2 separate regions of the Rattus norvegicus genome follow, and region 2 is linked to region 1. Evidence: chromatin contacts called from public Hi-C data. All regions are on one chromosome and are shown on one strand. The core of a region is the stretch at or near the end of the contact, and the rest is flanking DNA. Distances in the headings are between cores, read along the strand shown.

Region 1 (5,321 bases), core at 2,507-5,006:
GACAATTGTCTTTTCGTATTTATTGTATAAATAGCTTTAACCCGGAAGGGATCTTAAGCTTGATCCTCTCTCTCCAGACCACACTGTGAGAACTTCTGCATTAAACCATTTCTAGGTCATTCAAAACTATACAAAGTTGGCAATATAGTGTTCGTGGGAAAGCCAAGGTGGTTTCCTCCTGCGTGCTGGTGAGATAGCCAGAGGAGACTCACAGGACCTCTGGGATAGATAAGATCTTGTTTTATCTTATTATGACATTAAAGCAAGCTTTATTTGTCCACAATGGCTGCATCCTACCGAGGTAGGCTTTAAGAGATCAGTGATGGGCATGGAGAAGGTAAGATTCTTGTAGTTTAGGAGTAGGGGCTTTCCAAATGGGGGATTGGGCAAGCAAATAAATTGGGTTGCAGGAGCAGAACATAAGGCAGGGTTGGTCCAAACCTCCCGAAACAAAGAGGTGGTTGTTGTTTCCTGGAAAGGGCAGTACAGAAGCATTAGGAGTCAAGGTTACAGGTTGGATATAACGTAATCTTTGAAAAACAGATTTAATCATACGCAGGAATGACTTAGTTTGAGTTTCCTATAAGATGGCTTCAAAGCCCAAGATGGCGGCTGGTTTATCAGATGTGCACCATGTATGTGCTTGGCACCCGCGGGTAGTGTTGGGTCCCCTGGACCTGGAGTTTCAAATGGTTGTGAGCCTTCATGTGGGTGCTGGGAACCGAACCTGGGTACCCTGTAAGAGCCATCCTGCATCCTCCTTAAATGCTATTCTTAAAATAGGCAACTAACTGTCTTAGTGAGGGTTTTATTGCTGTGAAAGGACACCATTACCGTGGCAACTCATAAAGGAAAACGTTTAATTGGGGCTGGCTTGCAGTTCAGAGGTTAAGCCCATTGTCATGGCAGGAAGCATGGTGGCACACAGTCAGACACGGTGCTAGAGAAGGGGTTGAGATTTCTACATCCAGATCCACAGGCAGCAGGGAAAGAGAGTGAGACACTGGGCCTGAGCATCTTAAACCTCAAAGCCAGCCCCTTAGTGACATACTTCCTCCAACAAGCCATGCCTATTCCAACAAGGCCACACCTCCTACTACTGCTACTCCCTGTGTGTCTGTGGGGACCACCACAGAAACCATGCCTATAAAATACCTTCCTCTTCCTCTTCTTCTCCCTCTTCCTCTTCTTCCTTTTCTTCCTCTTCTTCCTCTTCCTCTTTTTCCTCTTCCTCTTCCTCTTCTTCCTCTTCCTCTTCTTCTACTTCTTCCTCTTCTCCATCTTCTTCCTCCTCTTTTTCTTTCTCTTCTGTCTCAACTTCCTCCTATTCTTCTCCCTCTTCCTCTTCTTCCTATTCTTCCTCTTCTTCCTCTTCCTCTTCTTCCTCTTCCTCTTCCTCTTCTTCTACTTCTTCCTCTTCTCCATCTTCTTCCTCCTCCTCTTCTCTCTCTTCCTCTTCTCCCTCTTCCTCTTCTTCCTCTTCTTCCACTTCCTCTTCATCTTCTTCCTCCTATTCTTCTTTCTCTTCTTTCTCTTCTTCCTCCTTCCTCCTTTGTCGTCATCATCGTCATCGTCATCCTCTTCCTCCCCCTCCCCCTCCCCCTCTTCCTCCTCCTCCTCCTCTTCCTCCTCCTCCTCCCTCCTCTTCCTCCTCCTCCTCCTCCTCCTCCTCCTCCTCCTCCTCCTCTTCCTCCTTCCCCTGGAACTCACTATATAGACCAGGCTGTCCTGGAACTGACAGAGATCCACCTGCTTCTGCCTCCAGGAGCTGAGATTAAAGATGTGCACCACCACTGCCAAGCTTCCAATTCCTTCTTCTCCTGAGCTTTTTTCTTTTGACTGTTACTGCTGGGAACAAGCTACCTGTGGCTTGTCACAGGTCAGGCTGGTGTTCTCCCAGAGTGGTTCCTCTATCCCTGTCTTTCTGTGTGAGACCTCCAGAGCGTCTGCTCTCATTCTCAGAATGGTTCCCAGCAGAGGGCCTTGGCAGATGTGTGTCCTGAGATGGGAAGGTCACCTCACTATTCCTGAGGCTGGTGTCACCACAGCGTTCTCATGGGGTGGTGAAGCCAGAGGATATGGGCCAGGTTGAGGTTCAGGGGGAAAGGAGAACCACATGCCAAGGAAGGTGGGAACACTGGTCAGGACCCCTGTTCCCGGCACCTTTAGAGCAGAAGCATGTGACTTCTAAGCTGTGGTTCTGGGAACTTATTATAGCAGCGATAGAAAGCTAACACGGATGGAAAAGGTGTTTGCTGTTGGTTTATACAAAGAGAGTTTAGAGGCAAATTCAGAAGTGGCACATTTAAGTCCTACACAGTAATGGGACCTAAGAAATTCAGCACAGTGCCAAGTCATGCTAAGATGTAGTAATTGTGTACCACACTGAAGGGTCAGCTCAGGCCCTGTGAATCTGAAATACTTGGTTGGTTTGAGGACTGGATTTTGAGGGTGGAGTTGGGGTGGTAAGAATGGAACCCAGGCTTTCACAGATAGGTACCTCTCATGCTCTACCACTAAGCCCCATCAAAGATTCTGGAGTCCTCTCCTGGCTTACCTCCTCAGCCATTTTCCTGTAGGGTAGAAATGGTGGCTTCCTGAAGAGGACAGATTGCCACATTGCCTCAGGAAGGTTATCCCAGAGGCTCCTTCTAAAGGGAACAAAGATTTCAACCAAGAAACAGCCACCAGATGTCTCCCTTGCTCAGTCCCAGAATCCTAAAATCCCAGGGGAATATGCTGTCTGCCACCCTGGAAGAAGACAGTGTGTCTTCCAGCTGTGCCCTTCCTCTCTGAGAGGCTGTAGGATCCTGAATGCCCACATGTGAGGACCCCTAGCCTAGCACTGTGATAGCATCTTGGTCAATTCTACAGGCAGCCTAAAAGGAGCGTCAGGTAAACTTTGAAAAGCCAGAAAGCAACGTGAGGCAGTAAAATAGAAGCAGAGGGAGGCAATAGATTTAATTCCTTCTATTCCTTAGCTTTGAATTTGTTTGTTTGTTTGGAGAAAGGGTCTCTTTTCATAACCACAACTGTTCTGATGCTTGCTATGTAGCACAGGCTGGCCTCAAACTCATGGAGATCTTCTGTCTGCCTCTGCCTCTGCCTCACAAGTATTGGGAATAAAGATGTGTGCCACCATGTCAGACTCAGTTTTGGATTTTTAAAACTTTTTTTTTAATTTTTATTTATCTAATGTATATTACAGATGGTTGTGAGCCACCATGTGGTTGCTGGGATTTGAACTCAGAACCTCTGGAAGAGCAATCAGTGCTCTTAACCACTGAGCCATCTCTCCAGCCCCAGTTTTGGATTTTTAAATGATGTTTCTTTCTTGGGTGATGGATGGTAGGTTTAGAAGTGACACAGGCTCTTATGCGGGGTACACTGGGCAACAACCAAAATCACTTGTCATCATGATCTGGGTGGTAGGAAGAGGGGGACACCGACAGTGGCTTCAGCAAGAAGGACTGGCACGCTTTTAGGGGTTACTTATGTTTTAATTTCAAGATTGATTGATTGATTGATTTCATGTATATGAGTACGCTGCTGTCCTTGACATACCAGACAAGGGCATCGGATCTCATTACACATGGTTGTGAGCCACCACGTGGTTGCTGGAAATTGAACTCATGACCTTTGGAAGAGCAGCCAGTGCTCTTAACCATTGAGCCATCTCTCCAGCCCCATGTTTTAATTTCAAATGTATTTGATCATGTTGTGTAATACTCGAAGTTTTCCAGCACTCCCAACCCCCAAAGCTCCTGAGGCGTATGGGCTCTTGCATCATCTAAGCCTGACCCTGAAAACAGTGGGGCCTGTGTGTGGTAGGGAAAAAAAAAACCCACTTAGGAAAGCAGCTCTTGAGCCCCTCCTACCCTGCGACTGGGACTAGAGATTGTACTTGAACCCAGAACCTTGCACATGCGAGGCAAGTTCTCTCTCACTGAGCCATCTCCCTGGACTTAGCATTTGAATCTTGGGATGCCTTTGTTCTCTCAGGGTGTGACAGAGCTATCTACAAGTTTTTGTAGTACGTGTCTCTCCCAACCTGAAGGGTCACCTGGTATCCCTGGGACAGAGTGATTCCTTAAGTGGCTAATGTTTCCACACAGTCATCTGTCCTCCTCGGCAGTTACTGGAAAATAGGAGACACCCCAAGAGACACGAGTTCCAGCATTTGCTTCATCAGAGGCACTTGTGAAGTGAAACAGAAATAGTGCTTTCTGTTCCTCCATGGCTATGTGACAGTTGCAAAGGAGTCCTTTCATCCTCAAGGTCTGGCCTCAGGGCTCTATGCAAACAAGCAAGGAGGCTCCCTAAGACAGGTACACCTCTCTACATCAGACACTAAATCCTCAAAACCAAAGCAACGTATCCGGAATCACAAAACTGTAAGTTGTTGAGGGAAGAGATAAGGGCACTTGTAGTATAACACGTCAGCCTGATGGTCACTTGGCAGGAATAATTAGAACTGACAGTTAGGAGACCCAAACTTTGCCATCGCCCCAGAACTGTGTGGTTTTTGACTGTCTTTGCCAGCATGGGTTCGAAGCCTGTTCCTTGCTTCTTTACTTCAGGGCAATAAGTATGTCTGCACACAAACAAAGAAGTCAGGAATAGCCAGAGTCACCTTCGACCTATACAGGCTGAATCCCAAGGACTTCCTCGGCTGTCTCAATGTCAAAGCCACCATGTATGAGATGTACTCAGTGTCGTATGATATCCGCTGCACAAGCTTCAAGGCCTTGTTAAGGTAACAAACTCCAGGGGATATCGTGGGGGCACAGTGGGGGTCTGGACACACCCACGTGTGGGACAGGTGGCTCCTCCTAACTTGTCTTCTGCCCCAGAGCCCAACAACAGGGCTTGGATCCTCTGTTGTCAACCGGTGTGCTCTGACCCACGTGGTCTTCAACTTAACTTTTAGATCACAGACTTATACCAAAAAGCGCAAAGCTACATCCCCAACTGGACTTTGTGCTTTTTGATGTAAGTGTGAAATAGCTCAGTGGTAAGTCATTTGCCTGGCGTGTTAGAGGCCCTAGGTCCAATACCCAGCAAGGGACACACCCATGCTGGCACCACGCTCGCACCACGCTCGCACCACGCTCGCACCACGCTCACACCACGCTCGCACCACGCTCGCACCACGCTCGCACCACGCGCTCGCACGCCATGGGACCTGGCCCAGACGTTCCGCTGATGTGAAAACTGGAGAGAAAACTTCGGAGACCAGGAAGAGAATTAGAACATGAGGAAACACTTTTTGTTGGACCTAATCTGAAATGAGACTAGTTCAGTCTCGGGACTTCAGAGGC
Region 2 (5,644 bases), core at 2,066-4,565, 250 kb after region 1:
CAATGTTGCAAAGCTGGGTCTGAGTGACAGTTCACCATGTGACTTTGAACATGTCACTGGACTTCTCTAAAACTCGACTTGGAGACTAAATGAGCAGGGACTGGGAGTAGGAGGACTGTCACAAGTGAGAGGTCGGGCACCAGCCTGGACTAGAGAGTGAGGTCCTGAAATGGGGTAGAGTGTCACTGCTTTGAATCAGCAGAGGCAGGCAAATCTCTGTCATTTCAAGGCCATCCAGGCCTACATAGTGAGACCATATATCAAAAACAAACAAAAAAGAAGCAAGCAGTATTTTATTATTACCCAGTCTGATCCCCCTTGGAGTACACTCAATAAACCTGTTTCATTTCTAAACACCCCCCCCCAAAAAAAACCAAAAAACTTACAGAAATGTACCCAGTATCAAGTATCAAACTACTTTTTAATCACTTTTTTCTTTCTTGAGAAAGATTCGGGCTGGAGAGATGGCTCAGTGGTTAAGAGCACTGACTGTTCTTCCAGAGGTCCTGAGTTCAATTCCCAGCAACCACATGGTGGCCCACAACCATCTGTAATGGGATCTGATGCCTATTCTGGTGTGTCTGAAGATAGTGACAGTGTATTAATATACATAAAATAAATAAATCTTAAAAGAGAGAGAGAGAGAGAATCTATGCAGACAACCATAATAGACATTACTAACCACATTTTAAGAGCAAATTTAAAGCTAGAATTAATTGTACACATCTGCAGCCCAGTAGTTGGACTTAGGAAGTTGTAGACAAGAAGATCAAAGAGTTCAAGGTCAGCCTCTGCTCCACGAAAATGTCTGGGGCCCACTCAGGCTATAGAGGACCCTGTCTTAAACAAAATTCAACATTAAATGTTTAAAACTAATGTATTTTCTACAACCAAGGACCCAGTATTACATCCCAGGATGAAATAAACTATTATTACATTGACAATGAACAACCCTAAATATTTCTATTAAAAACTTTCTCATAAATGTATTTTTATTCTATTCTTTCTCCTGCCCCCATCTCTAATGCTTTAACCAACAAGCCCTGAGATGTTCCAGACTGTACCAACTACTCTGATTAGGTTCTCTTGGTATCTGGCAGCAGAGATCATGAGTTGGATAGGAGACAGAAGATGGTTAAATCCATTACAAAGTAGGGTGTGGAGGTCCATGCCAATGATCCTAGCATTTGTGAGGTGAAGACAGAAGAACCAGGAGTTCAAGAACAGCTTCTGCTGGAGTACAGGAGACTTAGTCCCCCAAAAAGGAAAATTAAATGTAAAATAAAGGCCTGGTGAGATGGCTCAGTGAGTAAAAGGCTTGCCTCACAAACTTGGCAACCCAAGTCTGACCCCCAGAACCCGTTTAAAGGTAGGAGAACAGGTGTGGCGACATTGTCCTCTGGCTGCACATGCCTTGAGGCAAGTGCTCCGCCACAAGATGCACTCAATTAACAATATATAGACATTTAAAAATACGTTTTAAAAAATTCATTAGTTTCTGGGAATCATCTATTTATTATTCTCTGCAAAATGTATTACACCCAATATTAATGATGCACTCATTTCATCGTTCCTCATCGTTCCAACAACAACAGTTAGAAGAATCACCCACAAAGAATCTATCGGTCTTTGACAGTCAAAACATTTCTGGGATCAAGTTCCTTAACAGTTCTTGATACACCATACAACCAGGCCTGCTCTTTCAATAGAACCAAAGATTCTTCTGAAGCGAGGTCGCACACACTCTCTCCTTTGGAAAGAGTTCTGGACCAAGACAAAGCCTCGTTGTTTGGGGGAAAAAAATTATCTTTTCATGGCATCTTATAAATAAGTTACAACTGAAACTGTAATCTACTAAGGCCAAGGTCTAAAATCAAGCAACAGATCAAATAAAAGAAAAAATGTTTGTTTGAAGGGAGAAAAAAGATTCAAAAAGATCATCAAAAGGTCGGCTTTAAATATCATTCGAGGTACACGTGTATGAAAACGTCACACGGTATTCTGAAATAGTGCAACATTGAGGTTATTAATACATCCCAATGGCTGGCTTTAAATAAATAAACAAAACTATGTTTACTTGAACTAAAAATGAGAGAATATTCTAGTAGGGCTGATAATACTGAACGTTTCCCTCAATTTAGAAAAGGATTTTCACGAAATGTCGTTTTACAGACTATTCTAATTACATTTTCCATCCTTGAGCATTTTGACACTTCCATCAACTTTCTAAAGGTGAAGGTGGATTGTTTTGCTATGTTTTGAATAGACTTGCTTCTCAAAGAATGAATTAGATAAAACCGGATAGGGGAAACCTATTACTAGTCTTCCCATCAATAAAGCATGTGAGTAAGCTCCTGGTAATGTGTCACTGTTTAGGTGACAAGTCATGAAGAATGTACGCGGACTAACCAAAAGCAATTTCATCTAAACAGCCTGTTTACTTCTTATAAACCTGTACTTTTCACCACAGCGAATTTTCACACAGGGTACCCGGAGTCCTCATTTCTTCTATTTCTCTCCAAAATAGCACAATTCTTGGGGGTTCAGTGGTTTCCCTACCATTTCCAAGGACTACTGACAAATTCAAAACGCTACGAAGGGCCAGCTCCTTTTCCCAAGGATGTCATCTTCCTGACCGAACCTCACACATGCATCTCCGGAGCCCTCGCCACCCCACCCCACCCCCACCTCAGCCCCCGGTAAACAGCCGAGGCCGGCGGACACGCACAGAGCCTCCCGGGAACCCGGGTCCCGCAGCCCCGCCCGCCCTCCGGGAGCCGCCCGCCAGCTTCCCACCGGGCCGGGGGCATCGGGCCGCGACCTCACCGGAGGCAGGGGGCGGCTCTCCCTCCTCGTCCGCGGCGGGCGCCAGGGTGACGGCGCCGTCCCTCCAGACGCGGATCTGCGCGGCCGAGCGCACGCGGCGGTGGGGCTGGCGGCGGGCGGCGGCGCGCAGGGAGCCGCAGCACTGGAAGCACACGGCCCACGCCTGCTCCTCGTTGATGGGCTGGTTGTAGAGCCGCAGGATCTCTTCCAAGCTCAGCGCGTCGCGCGGGTCCCCTGTCGCGCCGAGCTGCGGCCCCTCGCCGCCCGGGCTTGAGGGCTGCGCCATGCGGCCCACGTCGCTGCGCCGCCGGCGCTCGGCTGCCGCGTCTCCTCAGCGCTGGAGCATCGTCTCTACGAGCCGCCGCCTCCGCATCCCGGGCTGCCGCCGCCCAGGCCGGCTGCGCGCCGCCGCGGGGACTAGGCGGGGACACCGCGGCGCTCGGTGCTGACCAGCACGCAGCCGGCCGGTAGCACGGCGATGGCGTCCACTAGCCCCGCCCCGTCTCGCCTCGCCCCGCCCCTTCTTGGGGGCCGCGCAGCGGAGCAGTGCCTGGGGGCGTCACCCCCGATGTGAATGACGCGCGGCCGAGCAGGGCCTGGGGGCGTCACCCCCGAGGTGAGTGACGCGCGGCCGAGCAGGACCTGGGGGGGCGTCACGCCCCCTCCCGATGTGAGTGACGCGCGGCTGAGCACGGCCTGGGGGCGTCACCCCCGAGGTGAGTGACGGGCGGCGAGGGGCGACCGCAAGGTTGGGGCCCGAGCCGTGGTCCTGCAGGCGTCTGGCCGCGAAGTCGCTGTCACCCGTTCGGCTCCCACAGTCTATTTAAGAACTTGAATTCAATCTGGGGCGATTTATCAAGAAGAAACGGTCATCTGAATCACCCTCGCCACTGGCTGCCCAGCGCTTCCAGCTTTGGCCTGCGAGCACAGGCCCCCTGGGTCCTTTGAGACTCGTCTGTTTCTCAGGACCATTTGACACATACTATCTCTCTGCACATCTGCAAAATTATTTAAATATATTTTCCTATTCATTTATTTTGAAACAGTCTCCCTGGGTAACCAAACTGGCCTTGAACCACCATGTCCCGCTACTTCTTCAATGCTTCTTTAGTGTTGGTACTCTCTCCACTCAGACGTTCAGTGAGGACAACGATCAAAGGCTTGCTTTGCCAAATTCTCCGAAAGCCTAGATCAGGGCCTGAGATGTGATGCACAAGGCCTTACAGATTCAATCTCCCCTGAGGTAATAACCACACTCATCCTAGCCTAGTTAACCCAGAAGGAATTCGAGAAGGAATAGGTGTCAGAGACAAAACTAAGGACAATTATCTGGAGTACAAAAGAACTCTAGGGGCCTCTCTGAACCCCTTCCAGTGTGCGATTAAAGCTAATAACTCTTTAAAATGTCCATCCAATCATGGATGGTTTTAATTGGTAACATTCTACCCAGGCTAGCCTTCGAAGTCCTTAGAGTTGTAGCATCAACCAAGTAAGAACATCGTAGTAGGTACAATTTTATGTGGAATGTGGGAAATGGCACCCTACAGTTAATTTTATAGTAGAAAGTCATTAAGGGTTAGAAGTTGGCGGTTAAGGAAAAACTCAGTGGACGCCTTTTGTTTTCAAGGCAAGAGATATAAAACAAGCTCTTCAAGAAAAATTACTTAATTATGGGTTCATAATCTCAAATATAAAAATGCAGTATTTAGGGCCAGTGAGACGGCTCAGCAGGTGAACGGACTTTGCTGCCAAGCTGCAGCCCATATAGTTGAAGGGGAGACTCCACTCCACGTGGTTGGTCTTTGAACTCCGTGTGTATGTGCACATACCCAATACATACAAATATGTAAAAGAAAACAAATGTAGTATTTGTGTGCCAAAACTCTGAGGCAGAGGCCTTTCTCAGTCCTGTGTGGGAGACTAATACATACTAGGATTACTATGATAATATTAATACATACTAGGATTACTATGATAACATTAATAATATATGATATATTAATATACCAACATAGCCAAATTTTGCTTTTTTTTTTTTCCGGAGCTAGGGACCGAACCCAGGGCCTTGCGCTTGCTAAGCAAGTGCTCTACCAACTGAGCTAAATCCCCAACCCTCAAATTTTGCTTTTTTAAAAGTCCGGATCCTGTGTGACTTTTGACAATACCGAGGAGCTTACCATCCTTTGAACAAGGCAGAGAAACAATGGTCCGCTTGTATAGACACCACCGCCATCTTCTGGCCTTGTGAAGTATTGCTGCCCTCTGCACACGAACTGCACAAAACCAGCTTTGTCCTTGCCTTACCCATTCAAAACAAGCCATAAACTGAAGTAGGGCGAGGGGGGAAAATAAATGCTCAATTAACTGTGAAAATGGAGGGAAAGAGGAAAGAGGTGGAAGTGAGCAGAAACTTTATTAAAATCCAAATTAGAATTAGAATTTTATGAATGCTCTCTGTAGCCAAGGATAAGCCTTGTCTGTGTGTCCATGCTTGATTGATTGCAGCTTCAAACCCAAGGCTTCATGCATCCTAGGCAATAATGCTTAGCAGCTAGCTCCAGCCACAGCCCCCGGGTTGACTACTTATTTAGGTTTTTCGAAAGTTGATTTGCAACCCTAGGATTATTTTCATTTTCTGAATAATAATTTTTAAAATGTAAACATTTTGAAAGGAAAAAATACCATGAATTGCTGAAAGATATGTGTGTGTGTGTATGTGTGTGTGTTTTATATATATATATATGTGTATATATATATAAAGGTTTTATATATATAAAGAAAAATTCTTGAGTTTTTGTGTTTTGAAGTACAAATCTTC

What was found. A called contact is a pair of places that touch in the nucleus more often than the background predicts.
Region 2: a contact with region 1 is called in a Hi-C map of hepatocytes, with 2.1 times the contacts expected there. The contact joins the promoter of Spire1 here to the enhancer-like site in region 1. A contact is called at or near these places in 6 of 12 Hi-C or Micro-C datasets (the A7r5 cell line, Schwann cells, frontal cortex and 3 more).

The regions. Positions count from the first base shown.
Region 1 is chr18:63,184,160-63,189,480 of GRCr8, forward strand. It overlaps Cidea (cell death-inducing DFFA-like effector a), which reads left to right. Exons shown (of 5, transcript NM_001170467.1): 4 at 4,581-4,756. Among named protein-coding and RNA genes, the nearest start is that of Cidea, 22 kb to the left of the region's middle. Within about 2 kb of position 3,757, at least 2 of the 93 cell types and tissues checked have an H3K27ac peak or open chromatin away from gene starts, as enhancers often do. A contact at or near this core is called in hepatocytes, where this site is marked.
Region 2 is chr18:63,438,219-63,443,862 of GRCr8, forward strand. It overlaps Spire1 (spire-type actin nucleation factor 1), which reads right to left and starts at 3,316. Exons shown (of 16, transcript NM_001415684.1): 1 at 2,827-3,316. The coding sequence starts at 3,112.